Linked DNA regions of Mus musculus: all the other regions are linked to region 1. Evidence: chromatin contacts called from public HiChIP or PLAC-seq and promoter capture Hi-C data. All regions are on one chromosome and are shown on one strand. Each heading gives the region's core, a stretch centred on a gene start, on an enhancer-like site or on the middle of the called end of the contact. The rest is flanking DNA. Distances are from core to core; before and after follow the strand shown.

Region 1 (5,005 bases), core at 1,337-3,836:
TCACCTAACCTTAGGAAACTCGGACTTCTTAAAGCAGTCTCTTATATACTTCTAAAGATTTGACAAGTTCCATGGTCATTTTCAATCTATCTCTATTACTTCAGACTGCAGCCAACTATCTTTTTTCTTTCCTATGGAAGATGTGTATTCTTAGGCCTGCAAGTGAACATATGGGTTCTTTGAAATAGATAGATCAACCCAAAATTTATCTTGACTGAAATAAATTCAAAAAGTTATTAACAACCATCAAAGGTGATTGTTAAGCATATTGACAAAGCTTTGCATAAGCATCATTTTATACTTACTAAGCCAAGCCGGAAACCAAAACTAAAAGTGATATATAGTGATATTATATATATCATTTATATTTCAGTGCAACTTTAAAACAGTTCCTTAAGTCGTAAATTGGTTCCAGCAAATGTCTAGGTTTCATGTCTAGGTTTAATTTTCTTCCCTCCTGGAAGCCACTGGTTAGACTTTTACTAAAGTGTCCTATGCTGTCTGCTGTCTGACATCTCATTGAGATTTCAGCTCAAGTGACTTAGAAGTTTAGCTCCTTCTGTCATGTACATGCTATGATCCTCTTTATAATTTGTCTGAACATTTTGTGCTATTCTGGTTTGCTGATTTTCACCATAACGTATCTAGATGGGCTGCAGGAACCCTTTCAGCTCTGTGTCTTTATGAGCCCAATGTATCTAAACAGTCTTAAAAGTTGTGGGCAGCCCTAAGTTCTGAAGTTTCAAGAATCCTTTCCTTTTATGTATGAGGGTCTCTAAACAAGGTGGGGACTTCTTATGATAGACAGGTCTTCTGGGCCATTTACTGTGTGCTTGAGGTTCCTTCACAATCACTTAATGTTTAAGGAATATATTCGTAGACATGATACTCATTTTAAATACTGGCAGAATAACACATTAAATACCATGCGTGAAGCCATATAATTTATCTTTACTGGTCCCTAGTCCAGTAGCATGAATGTTGGGACTGGGCATGACTGTCATTGAAACTAAATGATATAGTATCAATAAAACCATTCTCTGGCAAAGGATGTTCTATTATGACTTCTCTTAAAGATCTCTTCTACTCATAAAGGCTACCTCTACTATCGGACAGATTAGCATTTTCAGATGTTAATGATGTTCTCTTTAATCCAATTACCCCTATCTTAGGTCCACTGTCTTCTAATGGATCCGTCCATTTTTATTCATAGGGTATATTCTAAGATGTAAGAAACCTAAGATCTCAGGATTCCATTGATAGACACTGTAGAGCAGGTTGGGTTTGTATTCTGACTTCCAGATTAAAAAGGTGCCTACCGATTTACTTTGTTTATTTGAACAATGCCCTTTGAAACATCTTTTTTTTTTCTATATTTTCCTGGAGAAATTATCTTTAGGGAAATCCTTTGAGCCCTCTATACAGCCAGTGTGCATTGCTGATGACAATATTCTTCCTGACATTTCACAAGTAGATGGATCTATTTTAAGAGACCACAGAAAAACAGGAAAACATTGGGGAAAAGCGATAGAGCCTTTTCTTCTTTAATTCTAAAGAAGAAGAAATTTAACGCCATACAGTTATTATTTTAAGTGCCATCTTAGAGGGGAAACCGAGCAAAGATCTGGCTAAAAGCAATTGCTTTGCCTGTGACCATGACCTGGAACTTGGCGTCTGAAGTGTCTAAGCGAAAGGCACGCTGAGTTTGATTGTTATTGGAGAAGTCTTCCAGCTCTCTGAGAACTGCTTGCCATAGTTCCGCAGCCTGTCCCCCTCACTGGGTAATTAACTGTAGCAGCACTGTCTTCGAATACACAAAAGATTTGATTACATTCTGTGCTGCCAAGTGGCTAAAACAGAAGGATTTCTTAGGCAGTCCTGTCTTACTTTTTATGTCCATTGGGTTATCAGAAAGAAGCACAGAAATTCAAACTATCCATTGGAGTTAGAAGGTCACAGCTTCCCGTGAGAGAGCGTTGCTGGCTCTCAGCCTTGTCTGCTCCTACCTGGCAGTCAGGTTGCTGCTTGCACAAGGTGTGTTCCCGAGTCTATGGATTGATTCCCCAACGTCTTACCTCTCAGTTGTTTCTGGTCAGCCACATCACACTGGACGAACAGTGTCTTCTGAGGTTCGAACTGCTCATCTAGGGCAGCTTTACATTTTACACCTGCCTCAAGATTCCAATCCACCAATGCTACCTACAAACAAGAAAAGAGGGAGCGGGTCTCCTATGAAGGAAACAGCCGCCACCAAGCCACAGACACACAAGCAATGGATAAAAAAGACGCTCCCTTCTTAGACCTCAGAATGTGCTCATCCAAGTTCGGGTTCTCTGCCAGCAGCGTTGGAGGTCGGCTTGCGAGCCTGGGGCTCGGCACCCCAGGGGCTCCGGCGGCGTGTGGGTGGACACGGAGAAGTCCTTACCTTGGCGCCATGGAGCAGCAGAGCCTCAGCGAAGGCTTTGCCTATGCCCTGTGCCGCGCCGGTCACCAGAGCCACTTTGCCGTTCACGTGCATGGCGGGTCGCGTCTCTGCGGGTGGTGGGCGAGCTCAGAGTCTGGACGCCGCAGCAGCTTTTATAGCCCACTCCGTGCGCGTGTGCAGCGGCCCTAGGAGCTCTCTTGCCAGTGGGCGGGGATGAAACTGTCAAGCCAGCGCCTAGGAAACCGACATTGTGTCACCTGCCCCTGAGCACCAGGGTAGGGTCGGCGCACAAGGTGATCTTTGCCTTCTAGGCTTTCAGCTGTTGCAGATTCCCCAGCAGGAATTTTCCCCAAGCCTCTGGCTGCATGAACACAGTGAGCTAAGAGAGGAAAAGCTGAAAGGAAGGAAGACAAACTTTCTGGAAAAGTTTCTTGAACGACTCAAAAGTTAATCTTACAGGAGAGAAGAGAAGAGGCTTGGAAACTTGGATTTCTCCTCACAGCCTCAATAAATATTAAATTAAAAGCAAGCAAAAGAAGGAATCAAAAACAATATTTTAAGGGGCGTTGCTGTGCACGTGTGTGTGTGTGTGTTAAGCTTTTTCATAACTTCTCATTTCATAAACAAATATAGTTATGGGCTTGGGGTGAGTGAGGATAACGCTTTTATTTACTGACGTTTTGTACAAACAGTGAGCACAAGAGTTTAATTTTGCTCTGACTCCCAAAACCTGAATCGTGTTCCAACGCCAGAGTTTTAAGAATCTTCCTGGAGTTTCTGTCTCAGATCAGTGTCCATTGTGTGTCATATTGAACTGTCCTTAGTCATGCCAGCATCAGTGGTAGCCTTGCATATTGTGATTTTGATGGAAGTTTACTTGCTGGACCACCTTGGCTCCTATGGCTCAGTAATCCAGATTTGGTATTGAGGTCCCCAGACCTGCAGGAACTGGAGCCCTGACTTTATGCCAGGGTGACTGTTTGCCAGGACACGAGTCCACTGACTAAGTCCCTTTCTCACGTTCACAGCGGCAGGCTTCAAAGTGCGTTCTGTCAGTTTAATTCATTGGCATTTATTTTCAGGCACAAAGACATCTGAGCACGCGGGAAGCCCGAGATTAACAGCAGAATGAGTTCTTTGTGTACTTTGCCTGCTTAGTGAAGGAAGCCTTGGTGAATGTGCCCGGTTCCTCAGGGAAGTGTTTGGAGAGGCTGCAGAAAATACAGAGTTGGTGTTAAGCCAACTGGTTTCAAAGTTGCCTTGAAACTAGATCTTGAAAAAAAATGCTGAGAAGATAGGAACATATTTATATCCAGCATTGTACTGAGAAGGGGAAGTAGAGGCACTGTATTTTAATTTTTTCTTTATTCTAGAGAATTTCATGCACATATACAAGGAAATATGTCTTGCTCCCTCCAAGTTTCCTCAGATGCCCGAACAACCCCTCCTCTCTTATTGTTTTTTTTCTCCCAAGTAAACTGCTAAGTTCAGTTAGTCCTACCCGTATACATTTGGGTGTGGGACTCGTCACTGAAACTCACCAGTGGGTGTATGTAAGGGCTTGATGTTGAATGAGAACAGCAGAGACAAATAAGAAGAAGACAGGCAAATAACAGAAAGCCAGGGCTGAAGGCTTGAGAAAAAGAACACATCTTCACCAGGAAGGATTTGCCCAAAGCTAGAAAAACAAAGCAAAACAAACAAAACAAAAAACAAAAACAGCTACTGCACTATGAGTGAAGATGTCTGAAGAGCAGTGGCTTTGCAGCGCTCAACAGAGAGGAACCGTTCCAAAAGTCAAGTGGTCCCTAAAGCTTTGATGGAGATGAGCGCCACATTTGGCAAAAGGTTTTCAATCAGCTAGAGCAGTAATAGCCAGTATGAGTAAATTTAAAAGGCACAGCACCTGATGCGAAGTTTTAGGAGAAAGTGGCTGGTGAAGAGAGAGAGAGGTTGTTTTACTGTCAAGCCCATCATTATGGATCTAGGACCGGGTAGTCATTGGCGAGATTAGGAGGAGACTAAGTTTTCCTTTAAGAAAGGACAGGATTGGTTCAGACTAAAGAGACTGGTGTCATGAAAAAAAGAAAACAAAACCAAAACCAAACACCAAACAGCCAAACAGGAGTCTGAGGGTCTATGGTTGAGATTTCAGATGACGCGGAGGGTGTTGCTCTTCCCTTTATCGTGCCTCAGATTCCTGATTTGTTAAGTAAGACTTGAGCAACGCATGTGAAGCATTACCACAGGGCCTGGCACAGAATAATAGCGTAATAAGTATTAATCTTAACAAATTGTTTCTAGATTGTTCATAAATCACACCCGTGAGAGAAGGGGAAACAAGGACTTTTATTTTAAGCACAAAAGGAGATCTAAGGTTTCAAAATCAGTTCCCCTTAACCCTCCCTATCAATTCCCACCACCAATGGCTCCCTTCAAACCTTGGCTTTTGTGATAGCAACAGCACTTGGGCTGCTGAACTGATTTGCCCTTCAATTTCTGCTTCTGCGCTCAGACCAGGAAAAGTTCTAAAGGCATAGATTGACCCATGTTCCCCCACTGTAGTGATCAAAATTCTTT
Region 2 (5,005 bases), core at 810-3,309, 1.8 Mb after region 1:
GCCCTCTCTCTATTGCTCCCCAACTCCCCAGCCTTTTAATGCTCCTATTTTGCTTTCTTGGTTTCTACAAGCTATGCATTTACATTGGAAAATTTGGAACTAGGAGCATCCAATGAGAAACAACAACAACAACAACAACAAAAACATGTGAAGTTTCTCTTTCAGAGTCTGGGTTACCTTCCTCGGTATGATGTTTTCTAGTTGCATCACTATGTGCAAAGTTCATGATTTCATTTTTCTCTACAGTATTCACAGACAGGTTTTCTATAATTGTTGAGGTATGGCCATTTGCTTGTATTGTAATGCTAAGTGTGGGTCCCCAAGACTTGGAGAAGAGGGAGTCTAAACCTAGTGAGCTGTGTGACCTTGCCCCCAAGTTATTTCATTGGTGAATAAAGATACTGACAGCCAATAGCTGGGCAGAAGAGACATAAGCAGGTTTTATGGTTCTCGGGCTCTGGGGGAGGGGGTGTTGTTGTTGTTGGGAGAAGCACAAGCAGAGAGAAGAGGAAAGGAGGAAGAGAAAGTTAACAAGGGTTAGGAGTCATGGCCCTGTGGGCTTGGAGTTACAAGCAGCCCACATGAAACATAGTAAGTAAAAACTCTGGGTTATTGATAGGAAAGTAGATTCTAATACCACAGAGGATGGATATCTGCCCAGCTTTTATGCTGCTTAGAGTTTAATATACATATAAAGGTTGTGTGTGTCTTTTTATCCAGGAACTGAATGATCAAAGGTGGGGTTAAGACCCCAATTGAGATTAAATATCTCCACAGCATCCAACAGGCCATTACTTTCCCAGGTACACTTCAGTCTTTTGTTTCACAGGTACTTCTTTACCTACTGGGAACAGATTATTGGGTGTGTCTTACATATACCTCTAAGTGTTCAGTATATTTCATAGCATGTATCCTGGCACTCATCATCTGTAACAAGAGGCATCCTTTCTCTAAGTTACTCTATAGTAATAATACTAGGTAGTGTGTGGGTTGATTTGTTCTGTCTCACCACATACATGGCTTCCTCATTTTGTCTCTAGCACTATGTAGCATCCCTCAGTATTTATACCTGTTTTATAATTTAAGCTGCTGCTTTGATTTTGATAACTTTACTCAGTTATAAACCTCAGTAGGGTTTATACAAAGTGATCAATATACTTTTGTGTCTCACTTGCAGCACAGTAACTATTTATTAAAACCTTCCTTCACTGAATACAGTGTGGCTACCCGAGAGATTGAATAACCAAGGTTTTAAACACATCTAAAGACCACTCTGACTATAACTGCTACATATTTCATTTATTGGCTCTATTCTATTTGAGCCAGGGTCTATTCTGTTACACTCTCCATTCGAGGCCTAGAATATGCACTAGGCAATTCTTAATGATCCTGCCTGTATGCTGTATGAAAATTAATTGCATGGTAATGACTGAGAGGAGTTTAATCAATATCAGTTTCTCATTAACACCGTTTCATGGTTTACAGCAGCTGTTGTACAACAACCTATTTTGGATAAGTGGAAATATTTGGGATTGTGGTATAAAACACGTAACTTAAGTAGAGGTTCGGTTCTCTGTTGAAAGCAAAGCAACAGGGATTTGACTAATTGTCTAGTGCGAAGGCTGCATACCAACACTGGTGTCCCTGACTGCTATTTAGGTGCCTGATTGATTTCATTTTTCCTCCTTTCCAAAAATGTCCAACTTTACCAGCTTTGATAGAGGTGAGCTGGGACCACGCGTTTTGAAAAGTGACTACCACAGAACAGTTAAGGGGCCGCTGTCCCTATAAACTTAACTGAAGGTCAACTCGCAAAATGCTACTTCCCTACCAAGCCACAGAGGCCATGGAACAACTGAGCAGTGGAGGAGGCGGGTCTCCCCCCACACCCCCGTGGCAAAGCCCAACCCCCGTGCTCTTTGATGATTGGCGGATTCACTGAAAGCACCGCCTTCCGGCGCGTGCACGGCCGCCCAGTGGGTGGGACCCAGAGGGTGTGGGAGCGTGCGCGCTCCCGTCGGAGGACCGGAAAGGGGGCGGGGCGGGACGTGCGCACCCGATGCGCGGGTGGGCGGGGACTGGTCGGCCGCGGGAAGCAGAGCCTGAAGTGCGAGTGTGGGAGCCGGGGCCCGGGAGGGAAAGGTCGCCACGATGAACACCGTCCTGTCGCGCGCGAACTCCCTGTTCGCCTTCTCGCTGAGCGTGATGGCGGCGCTCACCTTCGGCTGCTTCATCACCACCGCCTTCAAAGACAGGAGCGTCCCAGTGCGGCTGCACGTCTCGCGGATCATGCTGTGAGTGCGGCCGGCCGGCCGGCCCCGCCCGGGGCTGTGTGCGCGGTCCCCGAGGGCTTCGCCGCGGGCCGTCCACTCCGCGGACGCGCGTCCCGGGGCCCTCAGACCCCAGCCCTGCGCGGTCGTCTCCCGAGTGGCCTGGGTCAGCGCTCCCCTTCCTTCCTGTTCTGCACGTCCCTCACCCACCCGGGCCAATGAGGGAGCAACACAACAGCACACCCACACCCGCGCTTCCGCCCGGCGCCTCCCCGCCTGCAAGCGCGCGTGGGGACCTCAGCCAGTCCCCAGTCCCCCCTGGCCTGGGTGTCCATCCAGGCGCCTCGGTGGGTGGCTCTGGTGTCACGTCCAGCCCCAGTTGGTTCTCTTTGACAGTCCCTGAAGACGTCTGTCTGTCCCTCGTGGACACACTACTTGGCAGCTGCTGCCTTGAAGTTAGGATGTGCAGGATGCACAGGGGCGGTTTAAACATCCCAGTTTCTTGTTATTTTTAACGTCATTCTTTAGCCAGCAACCTGAATAAGTCTTAGGAGACATTAAAAATAGAATTTCGAAATGACTGTTCTTTTCCCGTACTGCCTGTTTTATTTATAGCATTTCCCTCCATTTTTCTGGCACTTTTATCTTTCACGCAGTGGTTTTAATTCCTGTATGCTCTGTGTGAACTGTCCTCTACAATCTGCCCGTTCTTTTAGCCTTGGTTTACTAATTTGTTTGTCAGAATCACCAGTAAGTGTCTCCTCTTACTACTGCTGCTGCTTTTGATTTTTCATTTTTATCCCCAACACTTTTTGTTAGGTACTATTGGTGATTTAAATAGACGTAGCTTAGATACCGGCCCTGCCATCACCTTCTGTGGTGACCTAGATAAACTTGAAACATATTAAACATTGTGATCTTAAACAGGTTTCTTGCAGTCGCAGGTGTTAACATTTGTTGTAAGTGAAGAAAGTCACTGGAAGGATTGTTGTATGGATTTCAGATAATTGTGGAAAGTGCATGTTGGCTCTGACATATGGCATGTGCTTATAATCAGGTGCTGCGTTCCAGATTATCTTGTGGCCTGCTCCGCATAAAGTATTTGTGTTTCCGTTTTTCTTTTTAGTTTTATTTTTTTCTCTTCCCTTGTGTTCTCTCAGGGCTCCTCGTTAGGCAGATGAAAACCACTGACTGCCTTCTCTTGTATTGAATTATAATATTTATTTTCAGACAAAAGCTTACTCTTAAGTTTACGATTTCGCTGTTAAACTTGGGTGTGACTTCTGCACACAAGGAGCCCTTCCTGTTTCAAGTTGTGTACGTTTAGTGTGATACTGTGAGGGATGGTAAAACTTTTATCTTTACTTCTAGAAAAAATGTAGAAGACTTCACGGGCCCTAGAGAAAGAAGTGACCTGGGATTCATCACATTTGATATAACAGCTGATATCCTTCAAGAAAGCCTGGCATTGCCTTTTCTGTACATTTGAAATGAGATGCGAGTGTAGGAGAAGGGGAAGAGGGAGTATGACTCCACCCCAGCCTGGGAGTCATGTGCGTATATCTTAAGTCTTCGTTTAAACAGCAAGTTGAAGGTAGGAAAGAAAAGATACAGTTAAATCATTTTGGTTAGAGAAGGAAAAACTCGCCAGAGCTCAGCCTGCCCAGAAATAGCCTGTTTTCAATCTCAAATAATCTCTCATCTCTTAGGAGAGAAAACAAACAAACACCTCCTATGTTTCAAAGGACGTTGCATCTGCAGTGGTTTGTTCAGAGGGCCACTGATGACAACTTATGTCAGCGTTTTATCACCTGTCTGTCTGGTCAGATGGAGCCTAATGAAGCTTCTTTGATCAGCCAGGATGAGTTATTTTCTCTTTATCTTGTGTCTCTGTCTTCACCAGATTGACGTCTCGGCAACCTTAGTCTCCTTTAGGGCCACAGGTTGTAATCCTGGCAGTGTATCATCATCATTATTATTATTAATCATTGGTTAAGGAGACTGTTGTATAAAGCAGCTGACCAAAGCATATGTCTGACTGGTTTACCAGCTGTTCTTCCTTAAACTATTTGCAGTTTTTAATTAAGCAAATTATTGGATTCAGGTATAAAGTAGGAATTAGTTTAAAATGTTCCTTTTGTGGAAATACAGATGCCATCAGAAAAATCTTAAAAATTTGTGTTTAAATTTTCATGCCCTTTTAAAATCTTAGATGAGAAGGATCTTAGGCAGAGATGGAAGTAGTATTTTGTATTCTAGAAAACCACATTAAGCCACTGGGAGTGTAACTCATTGGGTAGAGTTCTTGCCTAGTGTGCATCTACGAGTCCTGATTTCTATCCCCAGCACTGCATAAAACTGGCTTGTGGGGCATGCCTATAACCCCAGCACTCCAAAGGAAGGGGCCAGATTTGAGATTGGAAACTCCTTATTGTGTTTATACACTATCAGTCTTATAGTTTGTTCAGGATTTTCTTAATATCTCCTCATATTTGAAATTGTCCTTTTCGTTTGTAAAGAACTGCTGTAGACGTCTCTATTCTGAACAATAACTGGTAGTGGGTATACTTTAAAATTAGAGTGTGATAAGCCTATCAATATGTACATACATATACAATTAATAATTTATAGATAATATTTAATAGAAATTCTCATGTTAGCTCTTCTCAGTGTGGCTTAGTATTGTAATCTCTTCTAGTAGTACCTCTCCAAGATGAATGGGACCCTGTTGGTGT
Region 3 (5,005 bases), core at 1,527-4,026, 1.6 Mb after region 1:
CTTGCTTTTACCTTTTGTACTGTGTGAGCATATTTTATGTGCTTCTTAACGACGATGAACTCTGTGTACTTAAAATGGCAAGAACTAATAATGGCTCCGAAAATGTCATGCTGAATGACTGACACTGGTTTTTTTTTTTTTTTTTTTTTTTCCTGTTGAGATGGGAACATCACATCAAGTGTTAGCTGAATAAAAGACTGAAAAGCAGAGTGAAGCCATTCTTCCTTTAGAGATGACACCATATTGTTCCTCTGGATCTAACTATGGTTGTAGTTCTTTAAATCTTCTATGGAAAAAACTATGGAACCAAACCATCTGGTAATGGTGCCCGCTACCAAACCAGACCACTAGATTTCAGCTCTGGGGCTTCACATAGTGAAAGGAGAAACCAGCTCCCACACCTTGTCCTTTCCCATTCATATGTGTGCTGTGTAAGTGGTGTTTATAGACATAGACATGTATATGGACATATATTGATAATATTTTTATGCATCAGTATTTTTTCTTTAAAAGCTGAATGCACAGCTATGGACTGCTGGGTGTGGATGTCTCATTCTGTTATTTTCTTACATGGAGAGATCTTTTTTTTCTCTTTAGATCCATTATCAAGCACACATTTCTCTACTTTGAAGATAAGACAATTCCAAAAAATGTAATATATGTTTACATGAATGTCCCCTTAACATTCTTGTTTTCTTCATTACAGCCCAGGCAACCAACAACTTTCTTTTTTCCTCCCAATCAAGCATGCTGTTTATCTCTTTGCATCCTTATATACAACCTCCTAGATGCCATTCTTTAAGAAAAAGCTCAATTTTACTAGCTTCAATTGGATTCTCTTGGCCAGGAGAGGTTAATGTTTGACCTAAATCCTGAATTCTGTATTCCCCACATCTAGTTTTTCTATATTTCTAGTTTTATTTTTCCTTTCACAGTCTCTAGATCCTTTCCTATCTGTGGACAGCCACATTCACCTTCCACAAAAAAAGCAAGCAGGACATGATCTATTAAATTCATGATGTGCTTTCCCAGTACAGATCATGCTGCATAGATTGCCCATATTCTTTTCTATCTTATAAAATCCCATTTGTTTCTATTTCCTGAATAAAGTTAAAGAAAAAAAATTCTCTAAAAGTCCCTCTTCTGAAATCAACCCATAGTATCTTACATAACTACATTTAGAGTTCAGTACATAAAGCTATATGCATTAACACATGGATTTTCAAGATATTCTATGCTGTTTAATTTCCATTCATTCGTTCACCAAACATTTATTGGAGACCTGCTACTGTTAGTCATTTCAACATGGGATAGGGCAAACAGTTGTAAGAAATCGTCTTAGCTTTTAACAAATTTATTTTCCATAAGGAGAGTTAGTTTTAAGTAAATTTTGATTTACAAATATAGCATAAGTGATTCTAAGGAAACAGAGCCTCTAGAGAATATGTTGGAAGAAAACAGTAGCAGTATGCATTGTGAAGGTGAATAGGAAATATTTCCAGAGATTTTCTCTTGTAAGGGTAGATGATTGTTCAGAACTTGGCCTATGATTGAAGCTCCAAATATCATAAATGAACTACACTTTGTGGGATGAATTTCTCTGAAAAAAAAATTCACGGTTATGTAGAAGAGTCTACAGACTAATTTTGTTTGTAGAGAGTTGGCCAAAAGTCCATCGCCAAAATTATTTGGGACTACCTTACTCCCTGTAATAGTTGTTTATTGTTCTGTATCTGATATAACATGCCTTTCACTATTATGGCAAAGCTTTTCAAATATATTAACTTGGCAGACTGTTCTACTAACCACAGGCTAAGGATTGTCCTTAGACAGCATCTAGCAGATTTCCCAGGTTTATGTATCTTGCTTACCTGATGTATTATGACAATAGTTTGTTAACTACTTCCACGGTGGAACACACTATTTGGGGCAACTTGTATCCATGTTCCTTGTATTGTATCATGGTCTCTCAGAACATTGATTCTGAACATCTGCTTACTCCCTTTGGAGTGCATACTGTGCTTTTAATGGTCAGTTTCAAGTATACGAAGGCCAATTTCCTCTAATGTATTGACTAAAGGACCAAATTAAAGAAGCTACTTCAGAAATATAAACCCTAATTACATGACACTAGCATATGCTTTCCACCAGTGTCCACGGGGCAAATATGTTTTGCTCATGTTATGGACAGTTTTATTAATTGCTTGCAGCTGGACTAATCAAAACAATTTCATTCACAGATGTGGTTCATGCGGCTACTTGAACCAATGAAATATTAAGACGTGCAGGACAGCGAGCACTCTAGACTCACATTCCAAGCAATGCTTCAAGACTAATGTAGAAACCAGGTGATTTATTTCTTGTACATTCGATTCATTTTTATATAAGGTACAGCTTCGATGTAGCAAATTAGGCAGTGACAACGCTAGTGGGACGTATTCCTTCTGCTCCACCTTTTAAAATAATGTACATGCTTAGCTTGAAGCTTTGACTCAAAGCTTAGGAATCACATCTTCTGCACAGCAGCCGCGTTGCTAGGTAACCAACTCTCCGGGCCCTGTTTCCAGGGGTCACCAGGGACTTCCGCCTCCCTGTCCCATGTGCTCCAATCAGATACTAGGGTGCTTGTCACGTGCAATTCTGGGGCGGGATCCAGAGTGCTGTCCTCCCCAACCTGCACTGTGAAGGGTGGGCGGAACCCGACTCTGGCTCAGGGATGTTCAGGGCCGCCCCGCCCCTGAGAGCTGAGTGGGCGGCGAGGAGGGCGTGGCGGGTGCGCGGGCCAGGGCGGTCCCTTTGGCCGGTCCTGCTTCAGCACCTGCGGTTGTCCAGAGCTGCAACTGCTGTCTCCTTCAGGTAAGGCTCAAGTGGGGTTGCAGTGTAGGAGACTTTGCTCAGCGCCCAATCAAAGAGGATGATATTTGAATGAGTTGGCTTCACGTTGGTGACCAGCACTCTAAGGTCGCAGACTAGGACTCTGAGCCTCCTACAGTGCTGTGCAAGCCATGATGCCTGAGGAGCTAATCCCAGGAGTTTTGCAGCCACACACCTGAGTATTATAAGGCATAGTTAGAACTCAACATGTATGAGGATTCCCCCTGCGTGGAAGCTGGGGCTGTTTCTAAACACATTTTTGCTGTTATTTCTAAGCTTTTAAGTATATGGGTGTCTATAACCTAGAATGTTATTCCACCAATGGGCAAGACGTATTTGCATAGATTACTTTGTCCCTTTGAAATGGCTGTACCAAGAAAGCTTTTAAAAAGAAATGTTATAAGGGCAATACTAACCTGAGAAAAGATTGTTGTATATTAAGGAGATCATAAAAATTCTTTCTTGTTCTCTTACCGATGTATCCACATTTGTATGCAAGTATTCATAGGAGCAAAGTCTATGTTATTAAAAATGAATTAGAATACACAAAATACACTAAAAAGTTAGATCATATATCAATCACATGTCATCATTTATTTTATATAAATGTCTTTAACATAGATTTGAAGATATATTTCTAACTTACTCAGAACAAACTATCCTCCAAAGAATACTAAGAAATACGCACCCATTGTTTAAGAAATATGAAGTATTCAATTTAATAATATGATATTATAATTGCCAAATTTATCACTATCATATCATTTCTAGGTTACAATGATCACAAAACTAGTTAGATGCAAGGGAATTTATGAGGATTTAAAAACTTGAACTAAAAAATGATGAAAATATTCTATACATTTGCTGGTTCCTGTGTTCTCTTATCATTATTTTGAACGGGGAGAACTTAACACTGCAACAGTAGTGACTGAAACCTGTAAGTATTCCTTTATTCTGCAAGGTGCTGCAGCAACCAGAATGTGCCATGCCATGGTTATAGTTTTATGTTGGAAGACAGAAATCTGAGGCTGTCTGACGAACTTCAGTAACTCTGAAAACTTGTCAATTCAAGAAAATTTGGGAAACTTGCTTTAGTGGATTATTTATGGGTTAATGTAACAAGTGGTAGTTTTAGCACATTAAGAGTTCTTGGAAACTTTTCTAAATTGAAATTAACTAATAATCTATTTCAAAAGATACCCATAAAAGGAAAGTTTCTTTTTTAAAGTGAGGTCTACAAATGTGTATATAAAGACTAGTTGGATTTTTTTTTAATTTATGTTGATCTGGTATCTCCTTGTGTTGATTTTTAATAGATTGCTAAAGAAGCATAAACACTTCTGGGGAAATAGTATTTTTAGTTGCCTTTTAAAAACTTCATTCTCTTTAATTTTATAATTAAAATGTTATATCAGAATTCTAAAATCACACTATTTTTATTAGATATTTTCTTTATTTACATTTCAAATGCTATCCCCAAATCCTCCCTATACCCTCCCCCCACGCTGCTCCCCAACACACCCATTCCCCTTTCCTGGCCCTGACATTCCCCTGTACTGGGGCATAAGATCTTCGCAAGACCAATGGCCTCTTGCATCACATATAGAAATCTACAGATGAATTTAGCTTTGAAAATTAATTTTAAAAACTCATCTGCTCTAAGGAAAAGCTACTATATTTAGGCAGTTTTTCTTATTGTTTTCTGTAAATGACTTTAAAGTCCTTAGCCTGAGTAGAGATGGGCCAAGAAAGCTTTTATACTAATTCAGAGAAGAACATGACATTTTTTTAGGTTATTTTGTTATGTTTTGCTTATTTTATCTTGTGAGCCATAGAAGGCCAACAGTGGTTACTATGTCAGTATTAATAAAATTATAAAATTTCTAACTTAATCTAATTTTATTGTCTGAAACATTGTAATGAAGACCACACTGAATGCTCCATTAATCTGAAGGATTAACATTTTCCTCCCATAATCTAGATTTACTTGAGATTTGGTACATACAAGAAGAATAGCAGTAGTTAATATTATTTGAGTAACCCCTTTAGTCAGCCATTCACGGTGATGTCACGTCTACACATGGAAGACTGTAGCATTAGCCATGTGATTTCCAGTGTATTTTCATGGATG
Region 4 (5,005 bases), core at 1,792-4,291, 1.4 Mb before region 1:
ATGGTAGGAGACCATTAATCCCCTCAAATGGCAGCCTTTGACAAGTGTTTCATTCCAGATTGAGTACAGCACAGGATTTTTTTATTATGCTTATGATAGGAACAGTAATCTACTGTTAGGGGGACTATCCGGATTTAGATTGAAACTGTGACTCTTTTAGCTTGAGTAGCCACGGTAGACTATCAACAAAGTAGGTGGCAAACAATAGCTTACCAACTGATAGTACTACTGTAAAACAGTCGCCGATCTAATGGAATAAACCCTTCAATGTTTTGTTCTCCGAAGGCAGCCTCTAGGTAGAGAACAATCAGAGGTGAAGTGCTCCTAAGCCCTCTTCTAAGCTTTATTCCCCCTTTGTATTTTTAGTCCAACTATTTCCAGTGTTCCACCAAAAATATTAAAGCCTTCCTACACATCTGACACAGGAATACAACAAACTCCATAGACAAGTCTCCAATGTCATGTAACTTTTTATTCGCAAGTGGAATTAAGCAGTCACAACAAAGTGGTAATTCTTAGGGAGGAGAGGGAGTAGAAGGTGGGGTTCCTGGCCAATATCTTGGTGTACAGGAACAGGTTAGAGTCTAGAAAAGGCTTTTGTAACTGACAATAAAGTTTAATGTTAAGGTGTCAGAAGATACTGCAGGTTTGAAAAGGAGATCTCTGTAGAAAGGCCTGCAGGCGAGCACTGACATTTAGAAATAGTTCCCCTAGCTTGGGTACAGTATGAGGAGGCTAAGATGCCCTGGAGAGTGTAGCCCCAAAGCAGGCACAGTTCCGTGTGTGTGTGTGTGTGTGTGTGTGTGTGTGTGTGTGTGTGTGTGTGTGTGTGTAGGTCCTCTTTAGCAGAGTTCATGTGGGTGATGATTTTTTAAACATCACCAAACCCTTAAAAGGTTCTGACCTGTGGAATCCTGAAAACATTTTAGAGTAAACACAAGATGATTATACTGTTTGGCAAAGACAGTGCATGTGTTGGCAAGATGAGAAAACCTCTGAATTCAAAGAACATCGGACACCAATCTCAGGCGGTAGAAAGCTTAGACGACAGGCGTGAACCACTGGGTACATACTGTCTGCTCAGAAGTTTTATTCCTTTGCAATGAGTCTCCAGCTGGCCTCAGAGGCAAAGGCAACCCTGTCACCATTCACATGTGACCTCATAACCTGTCAGAGACTACTGCTTCTCTTCTTCATATCTCCCCTCCCATTAGGTGCAACTCTTTACTCTCTTCAGGGACCACTAACCCAAGGATCAACAAGTCGGAAACAGCTCAGAGTGGCAATCTCTACATGCAGTAATAGCTGCGGCGTTCACAAGAATTATACCCATAATCACCAAGACTTACCCTATTCGTATTATCTGTGCTTTATTTTATTATCTGCATGTGCACTTGGCCTCAATTATCTCTTTTGGCAATACTATGAAGTATTATAATCATGATTTTGGCAGATAAGGGCCCTAGGCTCAGAGAGGCTAAGTGTGACTTTTTCCTGACCCAATCATTTAACATAGCTTCTCATTTTCTAAAGAGTTCTCTACAAAGGCTAACTGCCAACAAGTGTGGCGAAAATCGTATATTTTAAGGTATACTTTCAGTTTCACTTAAACAATGTTAAGAACTCAGAGGAACACCGGCTTTTACAACCGAATACCTGGTTATCATTTTCTAACTTTTTGGCCTTGCATATTTCAAGTTGTGGTGGCAAGGTCATCTTAGACTACTAACAGCAGTTGGGTGAGCTCCCATCACTTCAGCGATGAGGGCTACTTCCCAGCTATGCTCATAATCACAGTCAGTTTTCCATCTTCTCAATAGTGGACAACCATATCTGAATAACAATGCATATACTGTTGATCACTAGGGGAGACTTAACCAAGTTTCACTTGTTTCGAAAGCAAAATACATGCAGATAAGGCAATATTAGGATTAAAAAGGTCAATTTACGCCATCCTTAAACCTGCTACCGAAAAGCATTTGTTCAACAAATTGAGTAGTTTAGGGGTATGGCACACACTGCAGACTGTGATTTAAAGTGATTGACATCTTTGGCACAATGTACAAGGGAGAGGCGTGTAGCTAAACATTTGCCAATATCCTTTCCTGGAAAAGTCAGTTGTGAGAGAAGCAACGATGCATGTACGGAACGTTTTAAAAGCCCGAAATCCACTTTCCCCAGAGTAGGAACTTGCAAGTCCATTAACAGGGACCGTAGTGAGAATTAGCTAGTCGACTTGGCTTTCTAATTAGCCCAAGAGAGAAGGCAATACTGCCTTTCCAAGTGAGTCCTCTTTTAGTTCTGTGGTGTTTGCACATCTCACCTGGGCCTTTCGATTACAAATCCACCTCCTTAAGGAGCCCTGTGAAAAAACAAGATTAAAAAAAAAAAAAACAGCTATAAATCAGCCACGTGGAGTTACTGCTGCAGCAGCGGTGGCTGACTTCCTGGTTTCCTTCCTGCAAGCCTCTGGCTGGGGAGATTGAGCAGTGGGCGTCGGGAAGGGCAGGGCAGCCTAGGGCGTCTGCAGGTCCACCTGAGGGGCACCGGGCGGCAGCATCCTGGCAGGGCACGGGCGTCAAGGACAGAGTTTTGGTCCCTAATTACAATAAAAGTTTGGGGATCTGCAAGCTTTAGGAAGCGGAGCCTTAGGGCAAAGGCTAAGACCAGACCTGGGGGAAAGTGTTAAGTTAGTTCCAAGGTTACTAGGGACTCGCGGGTGGTGGGGGGTGGGTTCTCGCGGTCGCGGGTGGAGGAAGGGGGTACTGCGGAGCTAGAGCGGGCAGGTAGAGAGAAGGGAAGCCTGGAAAGCTACACACGCCGGCCGGTCGGAGCTCTGCGGAGGCCGGCGGAGGGGAGGGGGTGCGGCAGAGCAGTGCAGAGGCAGGCGCGGGGAGGGGGCGGAGGGGCGAGCCAGGGGAAGGTAAAGCCGAGGGGAGTTCCGGATCTGGTGCTGGAGAGGGCAGGCGGTGGGGAGGGCGGCGGGCGTAGTGATCCGGGGGGGGGGGGGGGGGGAAGGAGGAGGAGGAGGAGGAGGGCCGGGGGAGGGGGAAGGAGGGAGGGGAGAGCGGTGGCGGCGGCTGCGCCGGGCTGTGTGTCTCTCGCCGCCGGAGGAAGATGAGGCTGAAGATCGGGTTCATCTTACGCAGTTTGCTGGTGGTGGGAAGCTTCCTGGGGCTCGTGGTCCTCTGGTCTTCCCTGTCCTCGCGGCCCGACGACCAGAGCCCACTGAGCAGGATGAGGGTGAGTGACCCGCCTGGCCCCCTCCGGCAGAGGCGACCTGCAACTTGTTTTTTTGCGCGCGCGCGTGAGTGTGTGTGTGTGTGTGTGTGTGTGTGTATGTGGCGGGAGCAAGGGGCGGCGGGGTCGCGGCCGCGTGGGCGCCGCAGCTCCGCAGGTGGCGCTGGCCCGGCGCCGGCCGATCGGGGGCGCCTAGCCCTACGCCGCGGGTACCCCTCGGCCGCCGCCGGCCCGCCCCCTGGCCGCCCCTTCCTCCCGCGCGTCCCCGCCCCGGGTTCAGCGCCGTCACCCGCGCTACTGCTGCTGCTGCCGCTACCGCGGCCGCCGCGGCGGCCGTGGTGGCGGCTATAGGCGGCCGCTCCAACGCCGGGACTGCCGGGGCGGAATCGCAGGACAGAGTCGGCTCCCCGGAGCCGAGGCTGCTCGGCGTCCGACTCGGGGCTACGACCCCCGCGCTGGCGGCAGGCGGGCGCGGGGTTGGTCCGAGCTGCGGCCTGTGGCGCGTGCAGGCCTGAAGGAGGCGAGATGCCGGCGCCGCCGCCGTGGTCCGGTGGAGCAGGCCCCGCGGTCCAGCCTCTCCTGTGGTCCCCGCCCAGTCCGGGTGCTCGCCGCGGGGGCGCCCCTAGCCTGTCCGCCTCGGGCTCCAGCCCACGGCGCCGCCTCTCCGCAACTCCCGTGGCCGGGAGCCGGGTGCAACGTGTAGCTGAGGCCTCGCCCCGCACCCCTTGTCCCTTCGATTCCCGGACAGGGGAGAGACACGTCCCCACCCGGATCGGCGTCCCTGCACCGGGGCGCCTGGGAGCCCCGGTCGCCCGCTGTGCTCCCTCGTCCTGCGGATCCGGAGCGGGCTCCAGTCCCCCGGCCCTACCTGGGCTGCTCCGGCCGAGGACCTAACTTGTGCCGGCTCCTGGCCGCCCCTCGCTGCCTGTTCCATCAGCCTGACGCCGAGAGGCGCGCTCCGCTGGGACGCATCCGTCTGCCGCCCTCGGCGCCGGCGTTAGTCTTGACAGTCCCGGCTTTGAGGGTTTAGTCAGGCTTCTCGGAACTTTAGTTACCGGGATCCGGCCACTGCGCTACGCTCGCCCCGGCAGTTGGCGGCGCGAACTGCTTCGCACCTCCCCAGCTTAACCCCCACCCCCTCAGCTTGGTGAACCGTTACACCCCCTGCTCCCCCGGAGTTCCTCATCCCCGAGCCCTCCAAGCCCCACAACCTCGAGTCCAGGTTAGACTCAGAAGAAGTGGGAGACACTAGGAGTTCTGGACACAGACGCTGAGCAGCCGTGGGAGGAGTCTCTTAAGAAAGTGCCTTCTGCAAAATCAGCGTTGCAGCTACATAATCTACTTTATTAATTTTACTTTTGGAAAGTTAGCGTCAGGAAGTTGAGGGGAAAAGCTTGTGACGACCTTCCAAGAGTAGGGCTCTTCAGTTGATGCTTATGACACACACAACTTAATCTGTAAATTGCTGCATTTGGGGCTGGCCTTACTGAAGTGGAGTCTCACCAAAGTCTAAATTGATGAATTTTTTTTTCCTTTTCACTGTGTTTGGAGTGATTTTTTTTTTGTATATTTTTGCTCTCAAACTGATTTGATGAGATGAATATTGAAATTGATTTTTTCAAGTCATGAACTGCTCTTTTATATAAGAGGCATTATATGATGCTGAAAATCCTAAGCCCCATTTTTCTGAGAAGGAAATTGAAAACCTGCTATAACTAGTTATGTTCAAAATGTCCTGTAGTTCTGATCCTTTTAAAGCCATGAT
Region 5 (5,005 bases), core at 1,793-4,292, 1.2 Mb before region 1:
AAAAGTGAATCAAAATAATTAAATCCCCACACCTGGGTATCTAGTACATTATCCAAAATATTTTAGTATACTAAACTACCCAAAGCCTAAAAATTTAAAAGATCATACCCCGACTCCAAATTTGAGTGGATAATCTTTTAGACTTACTATTTGTACAATCACAGAACTTTTAAAGTTTTTTTAAGTCTATTTGCTCTGGAAATCAAGGCAGTATGTCCTTAACGCTTTAACCTGTTGCTAATATGTTAGCTTGTGGTCATTAAAAGAAATTGGCCCTTCTAACCACAAAAATCAGAGAAGCAAATTAGTAAATGGTTAACACAAAACTTAACTGTGTAAAAAGACTAACATGCCTGTATCTGTTTAAGGAAAAATTAATACAAACACAATGCAAATTAATATACATTATTTTATTACAAATTTAAAAAAAAACAAAAAAATGCAACATCCTAAAAAAAATTTTTACTGGTAATACAAATTCCTATGAAGTTTTTTTTTTGCTAGCATAAGAAATTAAAGAAACCATTAAATATTTAGAAACATTCAACATCAAAAGCTTTAAATCTAACTGTAGTTGTAGCCCCTGAAAAAGCTACAAACTCTTCTTAAAAAGTATTTTCTCTACAAAGAATCTCATCAGCTATACAAAAATCTGTACAGTTTTTATACTGAAGCTAATGTTGAGCTGCACTTGAATTTCACATTCTTAGCAAAATAATTGCCTGAGCAAATATACTCCACACTTTAGGACAGCCACTTATTCTTCATCCTCCTCTTCTTCCTCGTCATCTTCCTCCTCTTCCTCCTCTTCTTCCTCCTCCTCATCTTCTGGTTCGTTCTTCTTCTTTGAGCCTGTTGGCCTACCAGGACCCTTCTTTCCTGCTTCACTTTTGCCCTTGGCACGGTATGCAGCAATATCCTGAAACATTGTCAAAGTAAGATCAGCATCCGATACCACTACTCAAGTGTGAAAAACCACTTAATTGTAAACAATTTAACATCGACCAAAACCCTTATTAGCTGGTATTCAAACCACTCCAGGTTTGAGAGCAATTGTTCCCTCCATGCTTGAGAAAGCACATCAGGTAACTAATGAGAGCTCCCTGAGATCAGTTACTGCACTTTTACTATCAATGTCAACCCCTTTCGCACCTTATATTTATATTTAATATACAAACTACCTAAAAACATAGCTGGCACTCTACCCTCTAAAATAGATTTACACAACTACCACGAGTGTACAGGCAGGAAATTTGCAAGGGCCACAAAACACAGTATCACAAGGTGAACTTGTCTGTACTGCTCAACTTTCATCTGGGGTTTCCAAAAACTGACAGGCAGTGGTTAACAAATATCCCAAGTTCCTACAGCTGACATATATCATATAGAAATATCAGTTATTATTTAAAAGGCACCGTACCTTTTCATACTTCTCCTTTAGTTTAGCTGCTTTCTGCTCATACGGTTGTTTATCTTTGGCAGATTGCTCAGACCACATCTCACCCAGTTTCTTCGCAGTATCTCCAATAGACAGGCCTGGGTGTTCAATTTTGATCTTTGGGCGATTTTCAGAGCAAAACAGGAAGAAGGCAGACCTGCAAGGAAGCAAGAGTTAACAAATAGAGGACGATGGGGGCTGGGGGGGCGATGGGTTCGTTAGTTCTCAGATCAACTTACGGTGGTCTCTTCGGAGCATTGGGGTCTTTTTTCTTTCCTTTCTTATCCCCTTTGGGAGGAACATAGTTCTTCATCTCCCTGTCATAACGAGCTTTGTCGCTCTTGGCCAAATCTTCAAACTTGGACTTTTCCTTTGCAGACATGGTCTATGGGGCAGAAAAAACGAGTCAATCGGCAAGGACTTCAAAGCTCCTAGCTGTCCGAGTAATAAAGAAAGTGGATAAACAAATAAGTCGAGTCAATCTGTAAACTCTGAGGCATTTGCATTAAGGGCGCCCTCGGCTTGGAGACCAACCTTTAAAACCCTCGGGTCCCCAGGGTGGCAAAAGCTCGCGCGCTCCCTGGTCCCTGTCGTCCCCCCCCCCCATCCGACCCGCCCCCGCCCGCGGGGACCCGCCAAAAGCAGCCCGGAAACGGCCTGCAGCCGGGCACGCGCGCCGCCCGCCCTCCCTCCCTCACCTTCCATCTCTCGGAGCATTTCTTGGAGAACTCGGCGAAGTTCACCGACGAGTCGGGATGCTTCTTCTTGTGCTCCTCGCGGCAGGTCTGCACGAAGAAGGCGTACGAGGACATTTTGCCCCGCGGCTTGTTGGGGTCACCCTTGCCCATGACGACGGCGCGGCGTCTGTCTACCTGCCGAGGAGAAAGCCGTGTCCGGACCGGGGACCGGGGTGGGGACCCGCGGGGAGGGGGCTGCAAGGAGTGAGGAGCGTGGGGGAGGGGAGCGGGGACAGCGGGGAGGGGGGGGATTCCGCTCCGCTTCCCGCCTAAACCCCGCGCGCCCCCGCGAGCGAGCGCGGGAGCGCGCGCCCCGGCCAGGCCCGGCCCAGCCCAGCCCCAGCCGGCTCCGACCCGCCCGACTCGCCCGCCCGCCCGCGCCTCAGCCCCTCGCCCGGAGGCCGAAAGCCGCCGCCGGCCGCGCGCCCTCCCTGACAGAAAAGCCGCGCGCCTTACACTTACACAAGCCACCGCGAGACCCACAGCCAATCCAGTTTTTAAGAAAGAGACAGAGAGAAAGAAAAAGAAACGCGGCCGGGCTCAAGGGCTTTCTGGCCGCCCTCCATGGCCCCGGCCCTCACCCAAAGACTCGGCCGCCCTCTAAAGCCGCCGAAGCCGCCACGCCGAAGCCCGGCAGACGTCCCCCCACGTCTACGCGTTAAGAGCCAGGCCGCCAAGCCCCGGGCCTCCCGGCCGAACCTTACCTGCTGCGAGCGCTGCTTCCCTCAGACCTCCGCAGAGAGACTTCCTTCCCCAAGCTCCGGCGAGAACTGGTTTCTCGCTAACGCAATCCCCAGCCTCTTGTTTTGCAGAGTTCTCCGCGCCACGGCAACTTGACCAGACCAGTCGCGGGCCACACCTCCCTCCGCTCTGATTGGCTGTGGAGGATTATTCAAACCCGGAGAGTCCCCGCCCCCCCACGGAGAAGGCTTCCGATTGGTGGGTGTCTGGCCAGGCCCGTCCCTCCAGGCTAAGCCTAGCAGGTTCGGTGGGTCTCCCAGGTCGTTAACTCCCAGACCCGTTGGAACCGGTCTAGAGAGGAATGTACTGCTCGGCCCTGATTGGCGGCAGGAAAAGCGTTTGAAAAATGGCGGGCCCGCTGCTGATTGGCCATGAGGGTGGGGCAGGCCCCGAGAGGAACTGCCCCGGCCAGATTTAAAACTAGCAAGGAGGGCGCCTGGCGCTAAACTCTTCAGGTGATAAAGATGGCTCCGAGGTGACTAAAGGCGCTAGGCCAGCCGCGGTTTGGATGCCGTGGCCTGCCTGGGGCTCAGCTACGAGTTCACGAAATAAAAAAATGGGAAGAAAGTGGGGAGCCCGCGGCGCGGAGCCATGATGAGGCCGAGGTGGAACCGGAGCACGGCGGGCGGGGAGCCTCAGACTGTGCGGAGAGTCTCACGGACTCCTAGCCGCGTCCCCTAGTGATTTAAAAATAAATAAAGTAGCCCTCGCCCTCCGATCGGAGCCATGCCTGCCTCCGCGCCGGGACGGCGTCTTCCACAGCTGACCCGCCTAAGATCTGCGGGTTGGCCGCACTGCACCCCAACACTTCGCGGGCGCGGGTGGGAGGCCAGGGTCCCTCACCTTGCCGGTCAAGCTGCTTTCCGGGGAAGGAGGGCTCGGTCCTAACAGGCCATTTCTGCCTTGTGATTTGGCTGTGGAGAGCTCTTTCCCCCCCCCCCCCCTCGCAGATTGACGCGTATGTGGCACCGCTGTTTTCACGGATTTTCAATGTTTTCTACCCCCAGCAACTTTGCTTGCATTTGCGGGGCTGCCCTCCTGTTTGGTTCCTGTGTGAGGATCATTTTCGATAGTGCTTAAGGACTTAGCGGTTCTTAACTTTCTTTTTAAAAAGTAGACTTGAACGTTGTGTTTTTCTTGGAAATGGATGATGGTTCAGCATTGCGAATATACTTAATGCCGGCAAACAGTGGTCCGCCTTTATGTTCTACGACAATAAAAACAATAAGGTGCCAGTTAGGTGTGGGGGCATATTTTCCCGCTTTAAGGGTACCACCAGATTTGTTTTTTTGGTTTTTGGTTTGCTTTTTGTTGTTGTATGTTTTGGTTTTTCAAGATAGGGTCTCCTGGCCGGTGTGTAGCCTGGCTGTCCTGGAACTCACTAAATACTCCAGACTGACCTTGAACTCAGAATTCACCTGCTTCTGCCTGGGATTAAAGGGGTGTACCACCATACCTGGCTAAGGTGTCAGAATTTTGTTAATCGTAATGCTTATAAATTGTGTCTACCTGAAATCTTACATCTAATAAATGACAGTTGCAACTAACCTATAAACCAGACACGCACAGTCAAGCTCACCAAACCTGAGTGTATTATTCAAATAGCATTGTAAGTGAAATTACTGATGCACTACACGTTTACATCATGTATTTAAGTGTTACGTGTACCAGGGTTCTCTAGCGAAACAAAACCAATAGACTGAATCTATATGTAGGAGATTTATTAGAACGACTTATAGGCTGTGGTCCAACAATGGCTGACTAACAGTGAAAGGTCCAAGAAGCCAGAAGTTGTTCAGTCCACAAGGCTGGATGTCCCACATGGTTTTCAGTATAAGCAGAATCCTGAAGAAGTAGGCTCTAATGGCAGTGAAGTAATTTCTAGGAAGAGCAAGAGCAAGCAAGCATTCTTTTTTCATGTCCTTTATAAGGCTGCTAGAAGAAGGTGTGGCCCATATTAAAGATGGATCTTCCTGCCTCAAAAAAAATCAGGGTTAAAAGTGGATCTTCCACTTTAAATGATTTGGGGGGGGGGGTGTTTCGAGACAGGGTTTCTCTGTATAGCTTTGGCTGTCCTGGAACTCACTCT
Region 6 (5,005 bases), core at 1,262-3,761, 1.2 Mb before region 1:
AAGGTTGCTATGAAAATACTGGAGGAAATTCCTGGAGGAAGATAGAATGAGGGTCTTTAAGCAAAAGCCCACAGTGACACACCTACTCCAACAAGGCCACACCTCCCACTATGGCCACTCCCAGGGCTCCCACTATGGCCACTCCCAGGGTCAAGAATATACAAAACAATACAGTCAGCTCCCTGGCTCCCATAGGCTTATTTAAACAAAGGAGTCTATGGGGGCCACACCTAGACATAGCATAATAAAAGAGTGCTTTTAGTCCACATTCCAAAGTCCCCACAGTCAACAGCAGTCTCAAGAATGTTAAAAGTCCAAAGTTCAAAGTCTCTTCTGAGATTCATCCACTCACTTAACTGTAACCCCCAAAGCAAGACTGGAAACCAGCAGGGCAAACTCCAAAGCCTGCATCTCCTAGTCTGATGTCAAAAAGCCAAATCTCTAACTCCTTCTACATCTTTGTTGACTGCAACAAATTTCTTTCTCCTGGGTTGGTTCCACTCCCTGTTAGCAGCTTTCCTCAGCAGATAACCCATGGCTCTGGCATTTTTGAACATCTTGGAGTCTCCAAGGCAACTTAAACATTACCGCTTCTTGTTCCAGTATCTAGGATCCACACATGATCTTCTGGGCTCTTCCAAAGGGCTTGTGTCACTTCTCCAGCTCTGCCCTCTGTAGCATTCTCTGTAGCAGATTGACTCCACTCCACTGTTGCTGTTGTTCTTGGTGATCATTCTATGGTACTGGCATCTCCAATATGTTAGGGGCCTTCAGCTGCAACTAAGTTTCACCTCTCATAGGCTCTCTTCATGGTGCCACGCCTCAAATCCTTTGCATAACCTCTTCAGTCCTAACCCATCAACAACTGAGGCTGCACTTTCACCAATGGTCTTCCCTGGCCTCTCACAGCTGCTCTTCATGACCCCTTCATACCTTCAAAACCACTACCACTTGGGTGACACTTATACATTACCAAGTACAGCTGCAGTACAGGGTACAAACTTGGGTATCTCGGAAACACAGCTTCTTTTGCCTTCAGAAAACAACTCCCAGACGATTTCACCTCTGTGGTATTGATCTCTTCGTAATCACTGCTAATTTCTTAGCTCCAGCTAGCCAGCATCAATTGTCCTAGTGGTGCCTTCTATTCTTGACTCTAAAGCCAGCCACATAGCCGGAGCACCTGAGTTCTGCTACTTGCTGAGGCTGGAATGTGGCCCCTTCTTATTCTATTACCAACTTTATGTTTTCCAACTCCTTCCCAGCCTAAGCTTAGCTGTCCTGGAACTTGCTCTGAATATTGACCTTGAACTCAGAGATATGTGTGGCTCTGTATCATTAATGCTGGCATTAAAGGCATGTTCTACCATGACTGGATTTAAACTTTTCTCTATTTGGAACTTGCTCTGTTCCAAGCTGGTCTTGAACAATGAAATCTGCTTGGCTTTGTCTCTTTGGATTAAAGGTGTGAAAGCTTGGGCCTAAGTTTTTCATGACCTCTGTGACGATTATATATATATATATATATAATCGTCACTGAATTGGTTGAATCTAAAACAGGCTTTCTCAAAACTCTTCCACTTGAAATAAATTATTTTTGCTTAAGCTTAAGTCTAATAATTATCAGAGGTTCAGGGTTGGCATGGCCACGCCCATTCTTCCACCCCGCCCACCACAGGCACAGGCAAAAATACACATTACGCGAGCACAAACACGTACCCAGGCGCGCACGCGCGCAACCCCCCCCCCCCCCACACACACACCCGCGGCACACACAAGCACACATGTACGCATGCATATGACTCAAGAAAAGAGGTTTCTCGATCCTCGTCCCCTACAGCCAGGGCTAAGTTTTGATGAGTAGTCTGCAGACGTGATACTAGTGTGCTTCCTTTAAATGGTCTTAAACCCTCTTAGATCCGTTTGAAAGGAATCCAAGTGGCAGTAGAGGCGACAAGCAGCCCGATGCCTGCCAACCCGTCGGCACACGAGTATGCCAAGGACCTGCCACGCTCTAGAAGTCAGCTGCGGTATGGAGATGGAGATGAAGGACTCTCCGCCTAAAGAGCGCTAGGTATCCCGAGTTTTCTTTCAATAAATACCAAACAGCCCGTAAACTTTTTCTCACTTAATTCTTACTACCCCCCCCCACCCCCCACCCCCCCACACACACACACCATTAATGCTTCTTCCCAGGAGTCAGCTGGCGGTCTGAACACTAACTTTGCGAAACAAGAGGAGCTAAAACCAGCCCTTGCTCGCAGGAGAGAATAGAGGCGAGAAAACACGGTAAAAGCCTGACCTCACAGTCAGACTTGCCCGGTGCTTGGAATGGAAAAAAAAAAAAACTAGGGGTGGCTCGCCACGCGACGCATGCTGGGATGAGTAGTTTGTCCCGCTGGTCCCGCACGTAATCAGAACAGAGCGCAAGTTAGCTCCTCGATCAAGAACTACCATTCCCGTGGGGCCGCGCGGCAGGTGTGGGGCGGGGCCAGAGGAGGGGCGTCTCCCTCGCGCAGGTTCTGGGGTTGAGAAGGAGGCGGAGGAGCTGCGGTCCAACTGCTGAAGTCTCCATGTGACAGTGAGTGGGGTCTCCTTTCTAGGCGCCACTTCACTCCTGATCACAGTCACAGGACCTGGTAGCTATTCCAGCACCGACAGACCGGCCGGCCCTGGACTCTGGGCGTCGGACCGTGCCGCCACCAGACTTGGGGTGCGGAGTGAACGGCCGCCCAGGGGAAGGAGGCGGAGCGGCGCGGCGAGCGGGGCTCTGTAGCGGCGCCGGCGCCCCCGAACTGGCAGACATGAACGGCTTCACTCCGGAGGAGATGAGCCGAGGCGGGGACGCGGCCGCCGCCGTGGCCGCGGTGGTCGCTGCTGCGGCTGCCGCCGCCTCGGCGGGGAATGGGAACGCAGCCGGCGGTGGGGCAGAGGTACCCGGTGCCGGTGCAGTGTCAGCTTCTGGGCCACCTGGAGCGGCCGGTCCCGGCCCTGGGCAACTCTGTTGTTTGCGGGAGGACGGTGAGCGGTGCGGGCGCGCGGCAGGCAACGCCAGCTTCAGCAAAAGGATCCAGAAGAGCATCTCTCAGAAGAAGGTGAAGATCGAGCTGGATAAGAGTGTAAGTGGCCCAGGGACCGCCCTGCCCTATCCTGCGTGCCTCGCCGGATGGTTGGCGGGGTTCACGAGTCTCGGGGATTGGGTTGCAGGTGGGATTAGTGGTTCTCTGATTGAAACAAAGTCCCTGCAACTCCGGCCACCTTCCCCAGCGCGCGCTCGCGCAGTGGTGCGGGGCTCCTCCGCCCCTCGCCCGGACTCCCGCTGCCTCGCGTGTCTCCCACGCCAGGCTTCCCTCTTCCTCCTTTGCTGCGATCTGGAAACGAAACAAAGGGGACCGCAGCACCGAGGGCCCGGAGTAGTTTTCTCGCAGCCGGGCAGTCCCTTCTGGAATGGAGGCGCCTTTGTTTTGCTGCCAGAGCCGGTGTCTGCCCTAGGGAGCAGCTTCGCTCCTCTAGGGAAAGTAGAGTCTGGCTGGACCCCACAATTCTCTCTCTCTCTCTTTTTTTCCTTTTTGTCTTTTCTTTTTTTCTTTCCTCCTCGTTGTTCTCTTTCTCTTGAACACAGACAAGCAAGCTGAGCTCACCAGTTGCCTTACAGGGAGATAGATGATTGTAAACGTTGTTTGCGGTGTCAGCTCTTCGGGCAGCTGCTCCGAACCAAGGCTGCAAATAAGCCTCTGCGGTTTTACAGCCCTCTCGGCAGCCATCGGGATTTCTTTTTCTGTCTTTATGCACGTCTGCTGTTTTGGCCAGCTATGAGGTTTCAGAGAATTCCATTGCTACTTTTCAGAGCTCTGACTGATGGCAAAGGAAGAACAAGATACAGAACCTCCAGACATCCTGTATATTTTTAACTTACCCTTAGCTTAGAAGTCAATTTAAAAGCCTGTTCATTCGGCCTTTAATTGTAGCCTTAAAAGGGGGGGGGGGGAGAGTGTCAATCAGCTCAGTATTTCCTAGTCCACTGTATATACAGCTCTCAAATCCCCGAGTAATTAATTTTTTTGAAAAGTTTATTTGTGATTCTGTTTAGGCAGGTTTCTCAGTAGGGTCCATGAGAAACTTTGCAAGAGAACATGAATAATTTGCTTTAATTGAAAACACAAAATACAGAGAAATATATTCGCTTAATCCTTAAAAAGAAACCTTAGGGTTCAAATTTAAACATAGGATATGAATTCAATGTTGCATTTGTAAAGAAATGCATACTTTGTACCTGTAGAATTTCACTATCTAACAGATCAATCAGAAAGCATGTACCTACGAGTAATATAATGCTGCTCTCAAGCTAGAGAAAATACAAGGACAAATTTGTGGGCAATGCCACCTCTCCCTTTTAAGTTAAAATCAGCAGGAGCTAACTTATTTAGGTCACCTTCCCTGCAATTTGATGACAAGACCCAGAGAATTGGAATTTTTCTTCCTTTCCTGCCTGCCTGCCTTCTCCAAGATACTACCCGCCCGCCCACCGCTTCCAATTCCTCCCCTCCCCCATTTCCTTAACAGTATCGCCAGATTGCTAATGTTACAACATTTTAATAGTGGAAAGAAACATTGCATCTTCTGAACAGTGGCCTGTTAAGATGATTTTTAGTCAGCCACCTGGGCCTATGCATTTTACTAATACTTAGCTGCAGTTTTTCTGGACTCACAGTCTTTGAAAATTTTTCCTTTACAGGCAAGGCATCTTTACATTTGTGACTATCATAAGAACTTAATTCAGAGCGTTCGGAACAGAAGGAAGAGGAAAGGAAGCGATGATGATGGGGGAGACTCGCCTGTTCAGGACATCGACACTCCAGAGGTAGATGGCAGGCTTTTCCCCATGTTATATGTAAATCATAAGCATGCTGGCAATCCCAACACCATTCTGTAAATATTTGAGCTCTTCTTTAACTGTTTAAAGCATCTGAAAAATCTCAAAAGTTATATACAGTCAGTGAAGATG

Evidence for each region. Promoter capture Hi-C pulls out the DNA fragments that hold promoters and counts their contacts. HiChIP or PLAC-seq counts read pairs in DNA pulled down with a chosen protein or histone mark.
Region 2: a contact with region 1 is called in a promoter capture Hi-C map of liver, with 3 times the contacts expected there. The contact joins the promoter of Spcs3 here to the promoter of Hpgd in region 1. A contact is called at or near these places in 8 of 39 promoter capture datasets (the 3T3-L1 cell line, the C10 cell line, cranial neural crest and 4 more).
Region 3: a contact with region 1 is called in a promoter capture Hi-C map of cranial neural crest. The contact joins the promoter of Wdr17 here to the promoter of Hpgd in region 1.
Region 4: a contact with region 1 is called in a FOXA1 HiChIP or PLAC-seq map of pancreatic cancer cells. The contact joins the promoter of Galnt7 here to the promoter of Hpgd in region 1. A contact is called at or near these places in 1 of 39 promoter capture datasets (liver) and 1 of 115 datasets of contacts at active chromatin or transcription factors (pancreatic cancer cells).
Region 5: a promoter capture Hi-C map of liver shows a contact between it and region 1, with 3 times the contacts expected there. The contact joins the promoter of Hmgb2 here to the promoter of Hpgd in region 1. A contact is called at or near these places in 2 of 39 promoter capture datasets (cranial neural crest and liver).
Region 6: a contact with region 1 is called in a promoter capture Hi-C map of liver, with 2.8 times the contacts expected there. The contact joins the promoter of Sap30 here to the promoter of Hpgd in region 1. A contact is called at or near these places in 5 of 39 promoter capture datasets (the 3T3-L1 cell line, the C10 cell line, liver and 1 more) and 1 of 115 datasets of contacts at active chromatin or transcription factors (pro-B cells).

The regions. Positions count from the first base shown.
Region 1 is chr8:56,292,133-56,297,137 of GRCm38.p6, reverse strand. It overlaps Hpgd (hydroxyprostaglandin dehydrogenase 15 (NAD)), which reads right to left and starts at 2,586. Exons shown (of 7, transcript NM_008278.2): 1 at 2,426-2,586; 2 at 2,076-2,199. The coding sequence starts at 2,518.
Region 2 is chr8:54,527,052-54,532,056 of GRCm38.p6, reverse strand. Spcs3 (signal peptidase complex subunit 3 homolog (S. cerevisiae)) reads left to right here and starts at 2,059. Exons shown (of 5, transcript NM_029701.1): 1 at 2,059-2,294; 2 at 3,642-3,715. The coding sequence starts at 2,152.
Region 3 is chr8:54,722,139-54,727,143 of GRCm38.p6, reverse strand. It overlaps Wdr17 (WD repeat domain 17), which reads left to right and starts at 2,776. Exons shown (of 30, transcript NM_001372370.1): 1 at 2,776-2,856.
Region 4 is chr8:57,651,091-57,656,095 of GRCm38.p6, reverse strand. Galnt7 (polypeptide N-acetylgalactosaminyltransferase 7) reads left to right here and starts at 3,041. Exons shown (of 12, transcript NM_144731.4): 1 at 3,041-3,243. The coding sequence starts at 3,118. It overlaps AW046200 (expressed sequence AW046200), which reads right to left and starts at 4,343. Exons shown (of 4, transcript NR_040698.1): 1 at 4,109-4,343.
Region 5 is chr8:57,509,880-57,514,884 of GRCm38.p6, reverse strand. Hmgb2 (high mobility group box 2) reads right to left here and starts at 3,042. Exons shown (of 5, transcript NM_008252.3): 1 at 2,880-3,042; 2 at 2,137-2,310; 3 at 1,678-1,823; 4 at 1,421-1,595; 5 at 1-919. The coding sequence starts at 2,286. The coding sequence ends at 758. It overlaps 2500002B13Rik (RIKEN cDNA 2500002B13 gene), which reads right to left. Exons shown (of 4, transcript NR_126553.1): 4 at 4,623-4,797.
Region 6 is chr8:57,485,366-57,490,370 of GRCm38.p6, reverse strand. It overlaps Sap30 (sin3 associated polypeptide), which reads left to right and starts at 2,511. Exons shown (of 4, transcript NM_021788.2): 1 at 2,511-3,119; 2 at 4,736-4,861. The coding sequence starts at 2,805. It overlaps 2500002B13Rik (RIKEN cDNA 2500002B13 gene), which reads right to left and starts at 2,408. Exons shown (of 4, transcript NR_126553.1): 1 at 2,178-2,408; 2 at 1-31.